2 separate regions of the Danio rerio genome follow, and region 2 is linked to region 1. Evidence: chromatin contacts called from public HiChIP or PLAC-seq data. All regions are on one chromosome and are shown on one strand. The core of a region is the stretch at or near the end of the contact, and the rest is flanking DNA. Distances in the headings are between cores, read along the strand shown.

Evidence for each region. HiChIP or PLAC-seq counts read pairs in DNA pulled down with a chosen protein or histone mark.
Region 2: an H3K4me3 HiChIP or PLAC-seq map of embryo shows a contact between it and region 1, with 2.5 times the contacts expected there. The contact joins the promoter of spen here to the promoter of fam131c in region 1. A contact is called at or near these places in 1 of 18 Hi-C or Micro-C datasets (fibroblasts) and 1 of 4 datasets of contacts at active chromatin or transcription factors (embryo).

The regions. Positions count from the first base shown.
Region 1 is chr23:27,282,242-27,287,474 of GRCz12tu, reverse strand. It overlaps fam131c (family with sequence similarity 131 member C), which reads left to right and starts at 2,681. Exons shown (of 8, transcript NM_001033590.1): 1 at 2,681-2,753.
Region 2 is chr23:27,423,368-27,428,430 of GRCz12tu, reverse strand. spen (spen family transcriptional repressor) reads left to right here and starts at 3,341. Exons shown (of 15, transcript XM_073938998.1): 1 at 3,341-3,580. It overlaps tmem82 (transmembrane protein 82), which reads left to right. Exons shown (of 7, transcript NM_001199740.1): 5 at 1-397; 6 at 732-913; 7 at 1,008-1,152. The coding sequence ends at 1,088.

The DNA.
Region 1 (5,233 bases), core at 1,432-3,931:
ATTTGCATAGGCCTATTTGACCTTGAGGAAAATTGATTACGATCAATTAACGTAAAATACCTAATCCAGAATACCCACCTGTTTTGCGGAATAGCTACTCAAGTTTTTTTTGCGTCGCAATCTTTTTGCTTTAGGGATTTAGTTCTGTAAACGTGTCCTTTATGGAGGACGAAACCTACAAAACAAGAAATAAATATGCAAATAAATAAATAAATGTATATACAAAAATCCACAAATTCCTGCATAAATAAAACATTAAATAAAGAAATATGCACACAAATAAGTATATATATATATATATATATATATATATATATATATATATATATATATATATATATATATATATATATATATATATATATATATATATATATATATACACACACACACACACACACACACAAATTATATTATAAAAAATATATAATAATGTAATAAATTACACGAATGTTGTGTAAATTTTGTGTTTTGTGTGTTATTTTTTCCCACTGTCAAACGTTTATTCATTTCTTGAACGTAGTTCCATAACGTTATTTACTTTTCCTCAGGTCAACATGCTAATGAGAGGGTGTCTGTCAATTATCAGAAGCCAGTCAAAATTATAGAATGCAAAACTTTTCTAACGATCAATCAATGATGGCATCAAGACCGCCTTCTGATGATTGACAGACACCCTCTCATTAGTTGACCTGAGGAAAAGTAAATATGCAACTAAGTTGAATAATCGCTTAAAAAGAGGAAAAATAAACGTTCAGTTTAACATTTTCTTATTCGCCCAACATTTGTGTCATTTATTTAATTATTTATCGATTATTTATATATTCATTTATGCAGGAATTTGTGGATTTTTATGTACATTTATTTATTTATTATTTTATTTATGCAGGAATGTCTGACATTGCATCGCTGAGCGATGCAATCTCAGCTTGCATCATAATACCTGCATCCAGATACTGTTGTGACTGTATGGATTTATTTACAAATTTATTTATATATTTATTTATTCATTTTTGCAGGTTTTGTCCTCCATAATCCTTTGAATAGTTCATTAATAGAACTTTAACTCAGAAGGCAGACTTTATAACTATACAGATTTCTTAAAGAAGTTTAACATTCCTGCTACTACTAGTGAATATGTCATGTTGTCAATTCTATCCCTTCTGGTCAAATTCCCATTGCCATACACTCACACTGAATTTAACTGATACAGTGGTTGGAAGTGTGTTTTTCAGCAGACCAACAGAAAAATTACTGTAAAATTAGAAGCCTCTTCCCGAGAGAGATAATAACAATCCCTTATGTAATACCTTATTGGAACAATGCTGTTGAAAATATTCCATGGGAGAAAGTATGGACTTTGCCTCACAAATATCTGATTACTAATAAAGTAAAAGAAGTAATATTTAAATTAATTCACAAATGTTATCCTACTAAGACCTGTCTTTAGAAATATAAGTCTGACATTGATATGAACTGCTCCTCTTGTCACTCTTCGGAGGAAGACTCTATTGTTTCGGCAGTGCTCCTACAGAGAGAGATTCTGGTCAGATTTGTTAGTATGCAATCTTATATTATGAGTGACTTTTCCTTTTTCATTTAAAGATATGTTCTTTGGGTTGTTTGACGAGTCTGAAAAAAACTTGGAAAAAGTGTATGTAATTAATTTATGTATTCTTCTAATAGGCAAGTTTCATATTCACAAACAACGTTTAGTGGCTCTAAACCTTTTTTGATCTATTTACAATTTACCTAGACCAATATTTGGAAGCTATCCAGCATTTTTTCTTATCCAAAAGCAACAAAACTGTATCCTTGTTCTTTTTTTGTGTCTCTTTAAGGTGTAACTTCTCATTATTTTTATTTTTGTTACCCTGGCGTTAGTTTGTCTTTGCAGTCCTGCTGAAAAAACAGATTAATCCAGCATAGGCTGTTTGGCTGGTTTTAGCTAGCTGACCGGCCTGGTTTTAAAGGGGTTTTGACCATTTCCAGGCTGGTTTCCAGCTATTTCCAGCCTGATCTTAGCTGGTTAGCACCAGCTTGACCAGCCTAACCAGCTATGTCAAGCTTAAACCAGGCTGGTCAAGCTGGTTTTAGCTAGTCTTTTTCCAGCCTAACCAGCTAAGACCAGGCTGGAAATGGCTGGAAGCCAGCCTGGAAATGGATGAAACCCCTCTAAAACCAGGCTGGTCAACCAGCTAAAACCAGCAACCAGCCTTTGCTGGTTTAAGCTGGATTTTTCAGCAGAGGTAAAATTCTGTGCACTTTTTTTATTTATCTGTATTATTAGTCTCTATATGTAGGCCTAATTTGATCTACCTCTTTACTTAAATAAAATAAAATAAAATTAAATTAAATTAAATTAAATTAAATTAAATTAAATAAAATAAAATTAAATAAAATAAAATTAAATTAAATTAAATTAAATTAAATTAAATTAAATTAAATTAGATTAGATTAGATTAGATTAGATTAGATTAGATTAAATTAAAATAAATAAATAAATAAATAAATAAATAAATAAATAAATAAATAAATAAATAAATAAATAAAATCATTAAAAGAACCGGAACTAGCTCTGACTCTTGCTGCATTTTGGGATTCGGTGAAAAAGAGTCGACTCATTGGAGTCATGTTAGTGAATGAACAGCTCAAAACAACGACATTCAACGTTACTGTTAAACTCTTTCACATCACGCTTTTTTTCATCTTGCTCACGTGCGAAGTTTTGCGAGGTTGAATTCATAACTCAGGTAGGTTATCATTTTTTTTTACAATACTGTGATGTTTAAAATTCAAAAGCAACAGTCAATGCCGACGAACAAAAACAAGTCACTCCCTACATTTCTTTTTCTTTACCCATCAAATATCTAATTTCAGCTGGAAATACGTCACGTTGTGAAAATAAAGGGTTGTGAATGACATTTCATGTTGACAGTAAAGAAAATACAAAAGAGAATACCGATGAAAAGAAAGGGAAAATCAGTGTCAGGTTGCTCTGAAAGCAAGATGGGTAGGTTATATATTTAACAACTGCTTAGCACATGATTGAGGTATAGATTTACATAAACATGCTAGCAGGACCATTCCCATGAACAGAATTAACTCTTAATGTGGATTAGTAGTCATATTTTCCCCAATATGTGTGTTCAGCTTAAATTACAGGCTACAACAGTATAGGTGAGGACTGTGTTGAAGGCTGGGCTGTGGTGCTTTATGCGCTGTACACATGGTTTAACCTTAGTGGTAAAATGTCCTGTGTGAGGCCTGTGGCTTTCATTTTTAGGTTTCCTCCTTCTTTACAGTGGCTTTGAAAATGTCCCCGCTCTTTAAAGAGCTCCCATTGTAAAAATCATCATTATACAGTTCAAGTATGAGTTTTTCCTTTTATATTTATTTCTTGTCTTTTCCATCGCCCTCTTTTACATCTGAACACACAAAGCCAGAACCGTTGTGGAATTTACATCCTTGGCTAATTTTAGAGATGGGTTTCTGACCAAAAAACACATCCTCCAATTTGGGGCTATATTGGTCTTCCTCCCTCAGTTTTCTCTGTGTGCTTCTCCCTCTCTACTCACTCTCTCCTCTTAAAATCATTCTGTTTGTCTTTCTGACCTGTTTTTCCACGTCTTCAGGGATTGCTGCCACACTTACCGGTTTGCTTTTTCTCATCATCACTGGTGTTTTGTTTTGCTATGTTCAACCAAGTGGTTCCTGAAGTTGTTTCAGGGCGTAGATTTCACACTGGGCTTCAAATTAACAACCCAACTGTAGTTTTTAAGTTTTCACACACAAAAGTGAACAAAATGTTCTCAAATCAAACGATTCAGTGTATTTAAATTGGACTGCAGAGACCCAACCCAATGATTAGCATTACATAAGCTGAACTGGAAAAATGACAGTTCTTGGTTTTTAAATGTCTCTTTAATGTTGATGGTTTCTTTTTCTCTGCAGTTTTCAACCAATTATTTACCGCACAAAAACAATGTAGTCAGCACAAAACCACACTGATCCTTGTTGCATTTAATGTAATCTGGCATGCATTGCTTATATGCTTTTGTCTACTTTTTGCATATGAACTTTAAGGAGGCTAAAGTTGGCTTTAGCTTCATTCATTCATTTTCTTTCGGCTTAGCCCCTTTATTCATCAGGGGTCACCACAGCGGAATGAACTACCAAATTGTCCAGCACATGTTTTATACAGTGGATACCCTTCCAGCTGCAACCATGAACTGGGAAACACCATACACTCTTACATTCACACACATGCACTACGGCTATTTTAGTTTATTAAATTCACCTATAGCGCATGTCTTTGGACTGTGGGGGAAACCGGAGTACCTGAAAGAAACCCACATGAAGACGAGGAGAACATGCTAACTCCACACAGAAATACCAACTTTCCCAGCTGGGACTCGAACCAACTTGAACCTGCGACCTTCTTGCTGTGAGGTGACAGTTCTAACCTGAGCCATTGTGTCGCCCGCTTACAAAACAGTAACCATAATTACCGATTACCAAACTATTATGTTTCTATTGTGATTATGCACAACGATATTATAAATTGTATGTACTCTTTACTAGTACTGGGTTGGACCCACTTTTGGTCTTCAGAACTGCTTTAATCCTCCATGACATAGATTCAAGATACTAGAAATAGTCCTCAGAGGTTTTGGTGCATATTGACATGATAGCCTCACATAGTTGCTGCAGAGGCTGCACCTCCATCTCCTGTTCCACCACATCCCGAAGGTGATCTATTGGATTGAGTTCTGGTGGCTGTGGAGGCCATTTGAGTACAGTGAACTCGTTGTCATGTTCAAGAAACCAGTCTGAGATGATTAGCGATTTATGATCTGGCATGTTATACTGCTGGAAGTAGCCATCAGAAGATGGGTACACTGTGGTCAAAAATGGATTGACTGGGTCAGCAACAATACTCAGGTAGACTGTGGCATTGACACGATGCCCAATTGGTACTAATGGGTCCAAAGTGTGCCAAGAAAATATCCCCCACACCGTTACACCACCACCACCACCAGCCTGAACTGTTGATACATTGCAGGATGAATCCATGCTTTAATTTTGTTCAATTCTGACCCTACCATCTGAATGTCACAGCAGAAATCGAGACTCATAAGACCAGGCAATGTTTTTTCAATCTTCTATTGTCCAATTTTGGTAAGCAATTGTGAATTGTAGCCTCAGTTTTCTGTTCTTAGCTGACAGGAGT
Region 2 (5,063 bases), core at 2,092-4,591, 140 kb before region 1:
TTACTGCTGCTTGTCCAGTGCCAGTTCTCCTTGGGCTGCGCACTAACCTGCAGCCTTAAATTTCTCCATGAGGGGGCACCACAAGGCTGGCTAAGCCTTTCTCTTGCAGTTGGACTTAGCTGGTTCTTGGCTACCCGGTGCAGTAGAGTATGGCGGCATGTAAATTCAATGTATCCAATACACAGCACACAACGTTATTGTGGACTATGCATTGGGCTCCTAACCACTGGTGCTTCTATATTAACCTGGCTCTGCACTGCCCTGATTATAACTTTTAGTGTATCTGGAATTGCTGCCATATCCAACATAAACCAACACTTTCTTTCAACCACTGAGGCTCTGAGATTTTGGACCCCACTCACAATCTGCTACTCACTGCTAGTTGTATATATGAATGGTAAGACAAGCAAATGGTTAGACTAAATACATTTTAGTAGAATTTTCATAGAGGCATATAAACAAAACTAAATTCTGAAAATCACACATTTAAAAAAAAAATTGGGTGAAATAATTTTTTTGTTTTATAGTATGTTAAGTAAATTATTTATATTGTAGCAAATTATCTGCAGTCACTAATATTGAGAGTAACTGAATTCTTTAAGTTTAAAAGAACAACATTTATCAAACAATTAAATGTGTCCTGGGAAAACACACAGACACCAAACATTTGAACAACACTAAGCACATTTGATGCTATCATTTGAGTCTAATAAGTGTAATCATTCTTTTAGAGGATCGGAGACAACAGCCTGTTCAACAGATTGTCAATACGGTTGTTGTGCGGCTAGGTGGGCTTTTCGTGTTACTGATTACAGTGGGAACTTGGTCAGATGTCCTCCATGTTATAATCTGCTTTATTGGTGAAGCTGCATGTCTGTTACCATCTCAAGACCTCTTGGAAGCCATATATCAGGTTAGAGCTAACGACTGCATTTGCTGATCTCTCCAGAGCATATATTTAAGAAATATTCAGAGCATTAAATGTAAAAACACTTTTTATTTTGCAGCATACCAGCCATGAGCCTAAAGGACAAATTAAAAGACCTGGTAACCAAGGAGAACATAGGAAACTGGGAAAATTTGATTGAACTTCACTTTATCAGTTGTATCCGCCTTTATGAAATAGTGTACATTAAAGTATTATTTAAGATATATGTGCTATTTTGTCCTTGCTATTATGAATGCTTTAATCTTTCAATATTTTCTTACTAGGCTACATAAACAAAACATGAATGCCATCATCAGAATAATAAATCTATAAATACTGAATAAGTGCATGGTGAATTCAATAAATATATAATTTGGTTTGTTCAGATAATGTATATTTGTCTAACATTATCAAACACTGCCACAAAGTAAAGTTCTGCCTATTTTGGATGAAAACAGAATTGGAGAAGTCTTCCATGATTCAAATAATAGTTACTGTTATTCACTGTAAAGACAGTTCCACTAACAAAATAATTACTGGGTTTTAACATTTTGAGCATGTAACAATTTAATTCAGTCGGGCTTTTTTGGAAGCAGTCAAGCACAAAGCAGTTAAACTGAACTTGAACCTAAAAATAGCTACATTGGAAACAAAATGGCCGCAATGCTCTTATTTCTTTTGTTGTGCTTGCTGGGTTTTGTCTACACTGGGTTATGCTCAAAATGGCGTCATATTTCAGAGAACATTCTTTCGATAACTGGCGCCAAAAAAACACCGACTGAACATTCAAGAAGATCAAGTGCATGTTTTGTTTGTGACGCATAAATCTCTCTGGTATTTAAGAGGTACGTGTTTAATTCTCCACGGTGACTGTTCTGCTCCAGGATGTTTTCATGCGTTATTAAAGGCGCTCATACTAAACATGGACAATTTCTTTCATACACGTTCCACATTCTGCCGATATTTTGTTTATAATCCCATCGATTCCATGGATAAATACATATGTTAAACTTGTTTTAACAATTTAATAAAGCAGTAAATGCCTTCATGTCCGTAGACGTTGGCCACACCGTCTCGAGTTGATTAAAGGGAAAACAAGTGGTGTCCGAGTATCCAGGGGATTCATTTATTGTATAACATGCAACAATAGCCTACGGTTTAGGCCTGAAGTGCGCATTTGTATTTCCAGTGTGCAACCAATCTCAAATCCAATCCCAAAAGAATTACATTTTATTACTTCTTTTCCATAAATATTAAGGATTTAGGAAGATCCAGGAAGTCCATGTATAAATCCTGTGAAGACTGAATCTGAAGATTTTGTGGCTTGCTCAAGATCCAGCTTGAGAAGCATCCACCTCAGTACAAGTTCCAGAATTTTCTGCCAGTCAGAGGGGTTGTAATTGCTCTTTGTCAGAACTCTGTGTGGGCGTGTAAAGCGCAAGCGCGATTCATCCATTGCGGTCCCTGTTTTGCCGCATTCTGGCGCATGCGTGAATCAAATCACACGCCTCGTGCATAGCTGGAAAACAGTCAAATGCTGTTTTTTATACGGAAATGTTATGGGATTGTCATTCTGTCTCTTGCTTTAATGGATTATTAATCACCACAATATGTGGAATGATCATCATTAGCCTATTTAAAATATGATCTGTTGATCTTTTTGTCAGTAGGCTGTACTATTATTAATAATTAAGCTTGCATTGACCAGGATGCCTGTCTTTTTGATAAACATGTAAACGTAATCGTTCTTATCTTTGTAGTTATGAGAAATATATTTAATTATACTAGTCAAGTGGATCAAAACCTTTCATCAAAGATCTCCTAAACAACTGAACAATACCCATTCTTCTCTTAAAACGATTTTGATCCACTCCAAATGTTGATTACTGCATTTATCTCCCATAAAGGCGGGGCTTGTTATATTGAGAGAATCGCTCAGCTAATTCAATCATGCCTAGGTGAAATAAATAGTTTATCTAACAACAGAGTCTCTCGTGACGTATATTGTTTTAACTCGCAAGTAGTAGGTCAAAAACGATCTCCACACGGGTGTTGGGGAAAACAAATGGATGTGCAAACGTATACAAAGCAGCAGTATTAAAGCTATTACTACTGTGAACACCGTCCAGCCACTGACTGTTGAAAATAGTTTGTGGTAAACCTCATTGTAACACCCCAGAAACTATTAGTAACTTGCTTTCAAAAGTCCTTTTGCCAATAGCCTGTAAAATGTTAAACTGCAATCTGAGATTTTACCTTTCAATCTTAACCTGTGAAATAATCCAAAGGATGTGCAGCTTTAACATTTAAATTGAAGGGAACACGTCTTGTCCGATTTGATCCATGTGGTATTCCGGGTGCTGCTCATTGCATATGCGCGATCTCGTCATGAACCGGAGCGCGCTCCTCGACAGCAAGGTTCAGGCGCTCGTAGTCAACACAGCTTTCAAGTGCAAGCGGGTCCAATCGTAGTGTCGAGTCAGAGGAACTACTCGCCTCATCCTAACATATTCAGTCGGATTTAACGCAGTAAAATCTTCTGTATGACCGGGGGACACCACCACGCAGTATGGTCCGGGAAACCAGACATTTATGGGTGGGAAATTTACCAGAAAATGTACGAGAGGAAAAAATTATCGAGCACTTCAAACGGTAAGTGACGATTTGCTGAGAGCAAGGCAACATCCAGCAATGTGCTTTCTTCGAGGGAATGGGCGAAAACAATAGCGGCACACCGGTGTAGAGTTGAACAACGTAAATGTGCGGAGCAACTTTCGCAGGAACGCTGCTATGGAGTTGGCTTGTTTTGGCTGACTTAACATACGCTGGCTAGTGAGTTAGCTTTCTAGAGTCGCAGTCGTCGCTAGGTTGCTAATTAGCACGTAGGGTCGCATACAAGCACGTTACTTGTGTTGCTTCAAAATTGTTGGCTTCAGCTTTAATTTGCATCCTAGATGTCAGCAGCAGTACTTAAAGGCACTTAAAATCTACTGCTCGATGGCTGCACGCTAGTTGAATTAACTTGGCTATATGGTGTCTACTAAAAGGCATTATACAGTGGGTGTTGTTTTGAGCATTCAGCTCAGATGTCATGAATGTCAGGAGAGCGGTGACCGTCAGCGGCTGCATCTTCAAGAAGTTAAACATTACCAGAGTGGACGTCTATAAATAAAAACTTTAATGCAAATTATGATTGTCACTCTGTAAACATGTGGCAGCAGTTTACTTCAACCTGACGTTTAGTTGTCAGAACTTTTTGTAGCGGTGAGATTAATAATTTATACTCACAAATCGTGGCATTAAGAATGATTTTATATTTTCTTAGTGTTAAAACGGATAGAAAGCCAACAATGTCTGCACGTTGTACTCGCATGCTGGAGAGTTTTATTATTTTTCTGACCTTTGGATTCAGGTGTCGTTGAATTCACTCAAAAGTCACCTGATTTATGGTTGGAATGCATAACCGAGTCATAATGACACGGTTTCTTGAAACTAAATTGTGTAAATCTGTTATCTAAGTTCAAGTCGGAAACAGTGGCGAGATGGATCCCAGTAGTGACATCGCAGTATTGTGTATTACTTAATTTAAATGGCTAACGTACGTGATTGTTTATATTATCCTAAAGGTACATTATCACACAGCATATATAGGCTATATATTTTTAACATATCCAAACTTTACCCACATTAATTAGCCACTGAAAGCGATAATATTGAGCAAATCTAAATTGTCCGATTGTTTACATCGTCGCAAAATGTAAACTATATTATGACTCAAACTATATTATCATTCGTGCTTTCTGAAGCATTAAGATATACATTTTCATAAATCTGCTTTGAAACAACGTTTATTGTGTACGAAATTCCCTTGATTGTCTTGACTTCCATTATTGACCACATTCATTACCTACACGTACGCTCAAACACCCCAAGGTAAGGTTAGCGTTTAAAAATGCAGGTGTGACCAAACTTATTGTAATGGTATTTTTGAAAGATATGTACCTGATTAATGCAGATGTTCGGACTTAAGTTTAATGAACATGCCTCAATATCCTAAGGTATTACTTTGCGAGTTGAGCACACAGGAGGTACGCTAATATAAGAACCTGCAAAAAAGATTGAGTAAATAATTAAT